Regions from separate parts of the Sus scrofa genome. Here all the other regions are linked to region 3. A link is a contact called in public Hi-C data. All regions are on one chromosome and are shown on one strand. Each heading gives the region's core, a stretch centred on a gene start, on an enhancer-like site or on the middle of the called end of the contact. The rest is flanking DNA. Distances are from core to core; before and after follow the strand shown.

Region 1 (2,700 bases), core at 100-2,599, 390 kb after region 3:
ACTAGGAACCATGAGGTTGCAGGTTTGATCCCCAGCCTCGCTTAGTGGGTTAAAGATCCAGTGTAGGTCCCAGACGCGGCTCGGATCCCGAGTTGCTGTGGCTGTGGCATAGGCCGGCAGCTATAATTCTGATTGGACCCCAAGCCTGGGAACCTCCATATACCTCTGGTGCAGCCCTAGAAAAGACAAAAAGACCAAAAAAAAAAATTATTTAGAAGGGGAATAATAGATATAAATTGAGAGAGTAAGAGTTTAAGAGTGTACGCGAAACAAACCAAGGGGGCATTTATCACCTGTGCTGGAAAGTCAGCACTGAAGCTAGAAAAGATGGGGTTCTAATAATCTTAGAACTCATTTGTAATACTTAAGGGACAAGACATACATTTATAGTTTGTTGGGTTTTGGGGGGGCGGGAGCACGCCCACAGCATGCAAGCATTCCAGAGATCAAACTTGAGCCACAGCAGTGACAATGCTAAATCTTTAAACACTAAGCCACAAGGGAACTCCCACATTAAGTTATTTGGTACTTAACAGATTTTCATTTTAGTCTCCCCCTCTTTTTTCTAATACTTTAATTGGGGCAATCTTCGAATTAAAAAAAAAAAAAAAAGTTGACTCTTTTGCCCAAAAAACTAATGATTTTTTCAAAAACTAGGTAAACGCGTGGAACATTTTCTCAGCAATCCGCTCCGAGTAAGACCTCTCTAGGAAAGCGGGCACCACAGGTGACCTGCCTGTGGTCACTAGAAGGCACGAAAGCAGCCAGGAGGATGAGTGAGCCTCTGGGGGCCCATCTCGGGAGCCTCCACCCCTTTCCAGGGGGAGAAAGGCCACAGGGACTTTTCGGGACTTTTGCAGACAAGAGTTCAAATCTTGCCAAGAGCCAAGAAAGCCCATAAGCCTGGCAAGCATTCAGAAAACAAAAGCACAAATTGCCTAATACGAAACAGCATTTCTAACGCGGAGCCGTCCTAATGCCCACCCAGCCCCCACCACGCCCACAGGTCTGGCTGGACGGTGGCTATTTTTAGGTGGCCTAGAAGCCAGGACGGGCCGCCAAGCCTGGGAGGGCTCACGTACGGAACAGATGCTGCGATCCGGCAGGACAGAGGTTTAGTCTGTTTAGGTCATTTATGGAATCCACAACGTAAAGCTTTCTTTCTTCAGGAAGGCCGCGAGAGCCGGTGTCCTGGGAAGAACGATTCATTGTCCCCGGAAGAAAACGCGGACCTTAAACGCAGGACGCTGGGCTGGGGAGCTGGACTTGGCCAGGATCACAGCCCACAGGAAGCTGGGCAGGCACTTGAAGAACCACCCACACGAATTACTTCCCAATGAAGGGCCAGAAAAGCTTTGCTTGTCCAAAAGAAAATACTCCCTTGTGGGGGCAACTCTTGTTTTTGCTTTGCTTGCCAGGAAGCTCAGCGTCTGCCGTGGGCCCCATTTTAATGCTTTAATACTCTGCTTACATGCATATGTGCTTTCCTCTTCAGATTTCTCACTTCTGCCTATATTTCCCTTGGGTCTCTTTTTTAATTTTGTAATTGACTTTTCAATATTTCTCTTTTATCACATTGTTCATACGCTAGTGAGATGCCTCAAATCTTGTGTGCAAGACGACTATGCATAAACACCCAGAAAGACAAAATTAAGTGAGGCAGCCTGTGGCCATAAAGATGCTGAGGGGAGAAAATATTACTGAGAACCGTTCTAACTGATGAGGCTTTAATACAAAACTGTACTTTTGTGCAGTATAAAGGTCTAGAAGCCAGTGACTTATGTTAAGGTGGAACACATAAAATATTTTATTTAGGGTTTAAATCTTCCTATTTCCAAAAGAATTGGAGGCAGTTAATAGTACACTGACAAATAAAATTGAGGTAAAGAGCCTCATGTGATATCTAGATCTTAGTAAAAGCAATGTAATAAACTTCATACCTGCCTTTAATGTGACAACACACTATTTATTTACTTCCTTTAACATTTTTAAAATTTCCTTTAATACACAGCTACAGAATAAACAGAAATATGACCAGAGTTAGGAGAAACCAAATACAGAAATAAAAAAATAAGAACACCTATAGAAGATCTGAAAAAAAAAAAATCAGCCATTTACTAAACAGACTAAACTGCACTCTAAAATATTAAAACTCAGGAGTTCCCATTGTGGCTAAGCAGTTAACGAATCTGACTAGCATCCATGAGGACGCAGGTTCGATTCCGGGTCTTGTTCAGTGGGTTAAGGATCCAGTGTTGCAGTGAGCTGTGGTATAGGTCGAAATCAGGACTGGGATCCCGAGTTGCTGTGGCTGTGGTGTAGACTGACAGCTACAGTTCCCATTCAGCCCCTAGCCTGGGAACTTCCATATGCCATGGGTGCAGCCCTAAAAAGACAATAAATAAACAAACAAACAAATAAAATCTTGAAACTCAGCAATTTCCCAGTAAAACCTAAAACCTACTAGCATGTGTAAAAAATATGCTTCCAGAACCCTAAGAAAATGTGAGTTCAAAAAGTAATGAACTAGTTAATTTTTTTCAAAGTTAAAAAAAAAATTTTAAAGGGTGTTTCAGTTCTTCAGAAATTTTAATTAACAAGAACACATCACCCCCTGAGTATTTTTGATGAGATACTACTGAAGCACTTCAGACATTGATATTACCTAATTCCAAATATACTTCAGGGAGCATTCCTAAG
Region 2 (2,700 bases), core at 167-2,666, 420 kb after region 3:
TACCAGTTTCCAATCAACTTTAACAAGAAAACTGGCCTATTTACTTGCACAACATTCTGAGGGTCAAAGTGGATATTGTGTTTGTATGGCTAGTATTCCGATATGATAACACCTGAGAATATTCCGATATTTAATTTCAAAGTCTCAAAAAAGGATTAAATGAGATGACTTTTACCCAGTTTAACACTAGTTTTTAGTACGGTGTCTCGTAGGAATTTCTGCTTTCAGTCCGTTGTTCTTAACCGTACAGTGAGGAATAATGTATCATTAATTCAGGTAAGCACCTACCCATCCGGGAAAAGCTTCAGCTTTGCAAAGAGAAGACAAAAACCTAAACTTTTGGCCAACTGCAATCTGAGCTCTCCACCCCCCAACCCCCCACCCCCGCCTAACACGGGCTCCCAGCAGAGAACCTAGAGAATACTGCACAAAGGAGGACGAGGTTTCGGCTCAGGGAAGCAAGAGGTCACCTCGACTGGTCACAGAAGAGCTGGGGGCTCGGGGTCAGGGAGGGGTAGGAGCAGAGCCTAAGCTGGGACAGTGGCCCCCAGCATCCGACATCTCCGCCGGGCCACGTGGACACGCGGGATGAGCAAGAAGGCAGCGGAACGGGATGCCACACGGGCGCCTACACGTCACGCCTGCCCTACCGCGCAAGGCCCAGGCCGCGTGACGCAAGAGCCGGTCCAAACCCGCCGGACGTTTGGCATTCCCGAGAACTCCATGTTGGAGCCGGGTAGTCAAAAACGACCAGTGACAGCAGGACACAACTCCGAGCTTGGCCCCCTCCGTCTGGGAGTGATCTAGAGAACAGACACCAGCCTTTGAGAACAGTTCCCAGCTCCCGGTCACCCTCGACCCTGACCCACTCTCAATCCCAAGGACCCATTCGTCCCCTCCCTGCCCCCAAGGCGGGTGCCCAAGAATTCGGGTCGCACGCCAGATCCAAATCGCGCGAGGTACGGCCCTCGGGGCACACTGGGAAGTGTAGTTCCCCCGGCACGCCAGGCGCCCCGCCGACGCAAACGTCTAGAGGAAAAGAACTACAACTCCCACGGGGCCCAAGACTAAGAGACTCGCTAGCCCGGCCGGCAACTGGGATGCCGGTGGCGGGGATACCCTCCTACCTGCCGTCGCCGCCGTCGTTGCGGCTGCCCCTGAGCCGCCGCCACCACTGCCACCACGGTGGGGTGTGTTCCGCTTCTTATTCTTCGGCATCGTGGGACGCCCGGTGCCGCCTAAACTCGGAGCTTAGCGAGGATCAGCCAATGGAGCTGCACTTTTTACTCGTGCGTCTGTGCGGCGGGCGGCTGAGAGGCGATTCTTCGGCTAACAACAGAGGCGAGAAGCGGCGCGGGTAAGAGTGGGCGGTGGCGGCAGCAGAAATCCCCGTGAAGAGCTGTGATCGGAAACGATACATGTTTCTCTCTAGCGCAGGAGCTAAGGCGGGGCGGTCGCGGCCACGACGCCTTAAGTACAAGACAGCTGCCTGTCGTCACCATATATGGGCGGGACTCGAACTCTCACTAGCCAATCCCTATAGATCCCCCCACCGAAGTCTACTTCGGGCGGCCGAAGGATGTTGACTACCGATCCCATGCCACAAGTCTTCCAGCGGCGCCCAGGGAGCCAGGCTTAGTTGCCGCTCTGAAGTCTGGGAAATGTGGTCTCACGGGGGAGCCGGCTCCCAGCTCCTCCCAACTGGCTTTTGTACGCACTTCCCTTCCCGTAACCCCTCCCTTCTCTCCCCGCAGCCCCGCCTTGGAATTGACGAAGGTGGTCATGGATGGTGAGCAATGCCGCGGGTATGCTGGATGACGACAGCCCGCTTCCAACTGGGAGCTAAGCAATCCGCGTGGCTGGTCTGTCTCCAGAGGATCGTGTTCTTCTCCTTCACCTTTCCCCTACTTGCCTGCGTCCTCTGCCCCGGCACAGCCATACCCCCTCCTTAGGAATGTTCCCATGGTTTTAGTCTTTTAATTATTAGTTTAGCGATCATCAGTATCTACCATTGAATTGTGGTTCAGGGCTCTTGTGCCCCCCAAACCTTCAGAAAGGTGTGCTTTAATCTACTTAGTCGTGTAGTTCGTGTGTTTCGTCTATTCTGCACCGGAAAGATCTGGCGATTCAGGTTTCTGTACAAGAATGTGTCCTTTTGACAATTCTGCCTGCCAGTTAGGAGGTCAGCCTGGGATAAGAATTGGGTTTGGGTAACTTAACAGCTGATAAAACAAACATGGGCTATGAATACCAATAATCGCAGTGTTTTTTATTTTCCCAGGTGCTCCTAAGAGTTCTGTCTTCCTTGTTGCATTCGTCAGGTATCTAGGACCTGTTATTAAGCTCATATCCTTATGACAGACCATAGTGACTGATTCACCTCAGTGTAGGTGATTCATCCCCCACTCCACCTCTCTCCTGAGCTCCTTCTCTTATTTTCTTTTCAATTGCATTGTAGCACATTTACACCTGCATGTTCCATATGCACCTCAATCCACCATCTCTAATACTGTATTTCTCTCTTCCTGCCTTCCTTGTGTATGTTCACAGTACTACTATCTTCCCATATGTCCAGATTCAAAGACTCAAATTCATACATGGTTTCCCTAAAACCATCAGTATTACCATAAAACTCTGAAGTTCATGTGCTCTTTTCCAGTCACACATGACCTCAGCTGGTGCCTGGGCATTTTAAGGGAT
Region 3 (2,700 bases), core at 146-2,645:
AAATTCCATTATATCTGTCTGCCTCATATTAAAATACGGAAAGAACCAAAAGAGGTATCTTTATCAAATTCCCCTTTTTCCAAATGAAATCCCCTCCCAAATAAAATCTCCTATCTTCATCTTGTTAGGCATGTGCGTTTAATTTCTCTTCATAATTACAATTAGTTCTTATGAAGTTTATTTGTGTCTGATCTGCTTCTTCATTGGGCAGGTAGGGACACATCTTCCATCTTAAATTTCACCAATTTCTCCCTTTACTTCCTCCCTGTTATTCCCCCTATGTTCTGGAGAGTTATAAACTCTGGAGAGTTGAAAACTACAACCTAGCACAATTCATTAAGGGCTCTCAGCCGGTTGAATCTCTGACACTCCAGCAGCCCAAGTACCACTTTCCAAGCTAATGCAGTCTTTTCTTTGGAAAAGAGCTTTCCACCTTTCTGGGACAGAAGTTTGTAACCACATTCCCCATAAGCTTCCCATGAAATCAGGAGTTAAGGAGGTAGAACAAGTTGCCAAACCCCCTAGGCACACTCCGCATAGATTAACCCACCAAATTAAAGGGTGGGAGGTCATCCAGGTCATCTTTAAATAAAACTGTTTCAAGTTCTGTTGCGAATTAGACCAAAGCAGTCTTTCTCTGACACCCGGGAGGACCACCATAAAAGTTCTTGAGTGCATCTGTTGTGGATTCTTAACTACCCATTCTCCCTTTTCCACCATCTTCTATTGTTTTTCTTGACCCTCTCCTTTCTCCAATTTCTATGTCTTTTGCTCAGCACTGGAACTAGAGGCATTAACCACTGCTGGCCCGTGAATTAAACCAGTACTTGTTAGCTAGACCTCTTCTTGCACCTAACAAAGCATCCATGCCTGGGTTCCTTAAAGTACAAAATTCCAGTGCTGCCTTCATTTCTAAAGCCCTTCTCAGCGCTATGCAGCTAAAGGGAACCTACAACTGACCAGGTGCAGCGGGAGCTCAGGTAGAGGACCCTGATCACATCATGCCAGAATATAACTCGCAGGAAGGGTAATGGCTGAAAAATGTGAAAGAGCTGGGCGGGAGAACAAAATCCAACCTAAGCAAACTCAGACGCGCAAGCGCGTGGCTCACAGCGCGTCTCCCGTGGCTTCACCACAGCGCCTGCGCACAGGATCCCAGGAGCGGCGGGGAAAGGAGAGAAGCGTCTGGCCTAGTGCCACCGCCTCGACAACGTAGCCTGCAAGCCCCGCCTCCTCCAGCTGCTCGCCTTCCCAAACAAGCGGGTGCGCCCCTAGCGCTCTCTGTCCATTGGCCCTTGGCCTTTTCCGTTTCCGCCCAGCCCTCCAGAGTTCGCCAATCAGCTTGGGTGTTTGAGCAAGGGTCCACCTCCAAGGCCGTCGCTCCGCCTCCGCTGCCTCCTCCCGCTGCTGCCTCCGCTGCTGCCTCCTCCTTCCCCACCTCCTCCGTCAGGCGGGCGTCCGCGGGGGCCCGAGGGGCGGCGGCGGCAGCGATATGGAGCCGGGGGCCGGCGGCCGAAGCGCTGCTCGCGGGCACGGGGCCGGGCCCCTAAGCACCCCGCCGCCCCGGGAGCAAGAGCGGAAGCTGGAGCAGGAGAAGCTCTCCGGGGTGGTGAAGAGCGTCCACCGGCGGCTCCGCAAGAAGTACCGGGAAGGTAAACAGCGAGCTGAGCGGGGGGGAAGCGGCGGCCTCGTCGCCCCCAGCCCCTTGTCAACCTCTCCCCTCCCCCCCCCCCCGAGGCCACCATTACAACCTGAAGGAGCTGCACGTCAGCCCCTGCCAGGGCCGCTCACCCAGGCCTGGACGCCCCCTTCTTGGTCGAGTCCTCTGTAGGCGTCAGGCGCGCTCCTCCCGCCCCCTTTTCTTCGAGGGCCCTTCAGGAGCGTTCCAGGCCTTTGGAGGAGCCGAGTCCCCACCTCCTCCCATCCCTGTCCCCAGCTGGGGTGCTGAGATTGTTGTCACCACACATACAACACATAGACCCTCACCCAGGAGGTGGAGGTCTCTTGTTGCAAGAGACCTGAAGCTGAAACACGAAGGCAGGTAGAATCCATTCGAGAAAGACGGACTGAAAGAAGCACTCCCTCGCATTTGACCTGCCTGTTTGATTTGCTGCCCCGTCAGACCCCCTACCTAGTACCTCATTCCAGCGGGTTTAGCCCGGGCAAGAGCTTCCTCGCTTTGGCTTCCAGGGCTGCCAAGTCAGCAGGCCTTTTAGCTGACTGGACTTCACCTTGTTAAAAGGGGGAGGGGCTCCATCCTTGCCCCCCTCCCCCATTCTTCAAATTCTGGATCTTATTATTCAGGTGGGAGAGGAAGAGATCTGGGTCAGGTGCTCGAAATACTGTTTATTTTCGAATGGTCTGTGTAACTACTAACTCTCCTAAGGGGACAGATTCCGGTTGCCATTGCTGGGGACCTCTCTTATGGAAGATCTTGAGCAAAAGAAGAAGCTGTAGTAGCTTTTCGTTGGGCCTGAGGAGTGTTTATAGTTGGGATCTACAGGTATCCTTAGTATTTTAAAATGTAGGCTTTTTTTACAGAGCTTTTTTTAATAGGAAATCGACAGTGAAAATTCTCAAATTTTTTATGTGCTCAGTAGATATTTCTTCTAAGGATCAAAATGAGGAATAACTTTCTTTTTTGCACTGGCTTTAGTTTAATTGCAATAATAGAAGACTGAAAAGTGGGAGCCTTCTTGT

The links. A called contact is a pair of places that touch in the nucleus more often than the background predicts.
Region 1: a Hi-C map of skeletal muscle shows a contact between it and region 3, with 5 times the contacts expected there. The contact joins the promoter of LSMEM1 here to the promoter of BMT2 in region 3. A contact is called at or near these places in 2 of 47 Hi-C or Micro-C datasets (both in skeletal muscle) and 1 of 2 datasets of contacts at active chromatin or transcription factors (skeletal muscle).
Region 2: a Hi-C map of skeletal muscle shows a contact between it and region 3, with 3 times the contacts expected there. The contact joins the promoter of IFRD1 here to the promoter of BMT2 in region 3. A contact is called at or near these places in 2 of 47 Hi-C or Micro-C datasets (heart right ventricle and skeletal muscle) and 2 of 2 datasets of contacts at active chromatin or transcription factors (alveolar macrophages and skeletal muscle).

What each region holds. Positions count from the first base shown.
Region 1 is chr18:33,189,561-33,192,260 of Sscrofa11.1, forward strand. It overlaps LSMEM1 (leucine-rich single-pass membrane protein 1), which reads right to left and starts at 1,350. Exons shown (of 3, transcript XM_003134769.5): 1 at 1,083-1,350. The coding sequence starts at 1,209. It overlaps LOC106506809 (a long non-coding RNA gene), which reads left to right and starts at 2,354. Exons shown (of 3, transcript XR_002340212.1): 1 at 2,354-2,700.
Region 2 is chr18:33,219,555-33,222,254 of Sscrofa11.1, forward strand. IFRD1 (interferon related developmental regulator 1) reads right to left here and starts at 1,417. Exons shown (of 12, transcript NM_001007519.1): 1 at 1,128-1,417. The coding sequence starts at 1,218.
Region 3 is chr18:32,796,883-32,799,582 of Sscrofa11.1, forward strand. BMT2 (probable methyltransferase BMT2 homolog) reads left to right here and starts at 1,396. Exons shown (of 5, transcript XM_021079235.1): 1 at 1,396-1,652. The coding sequence starts at 1,493.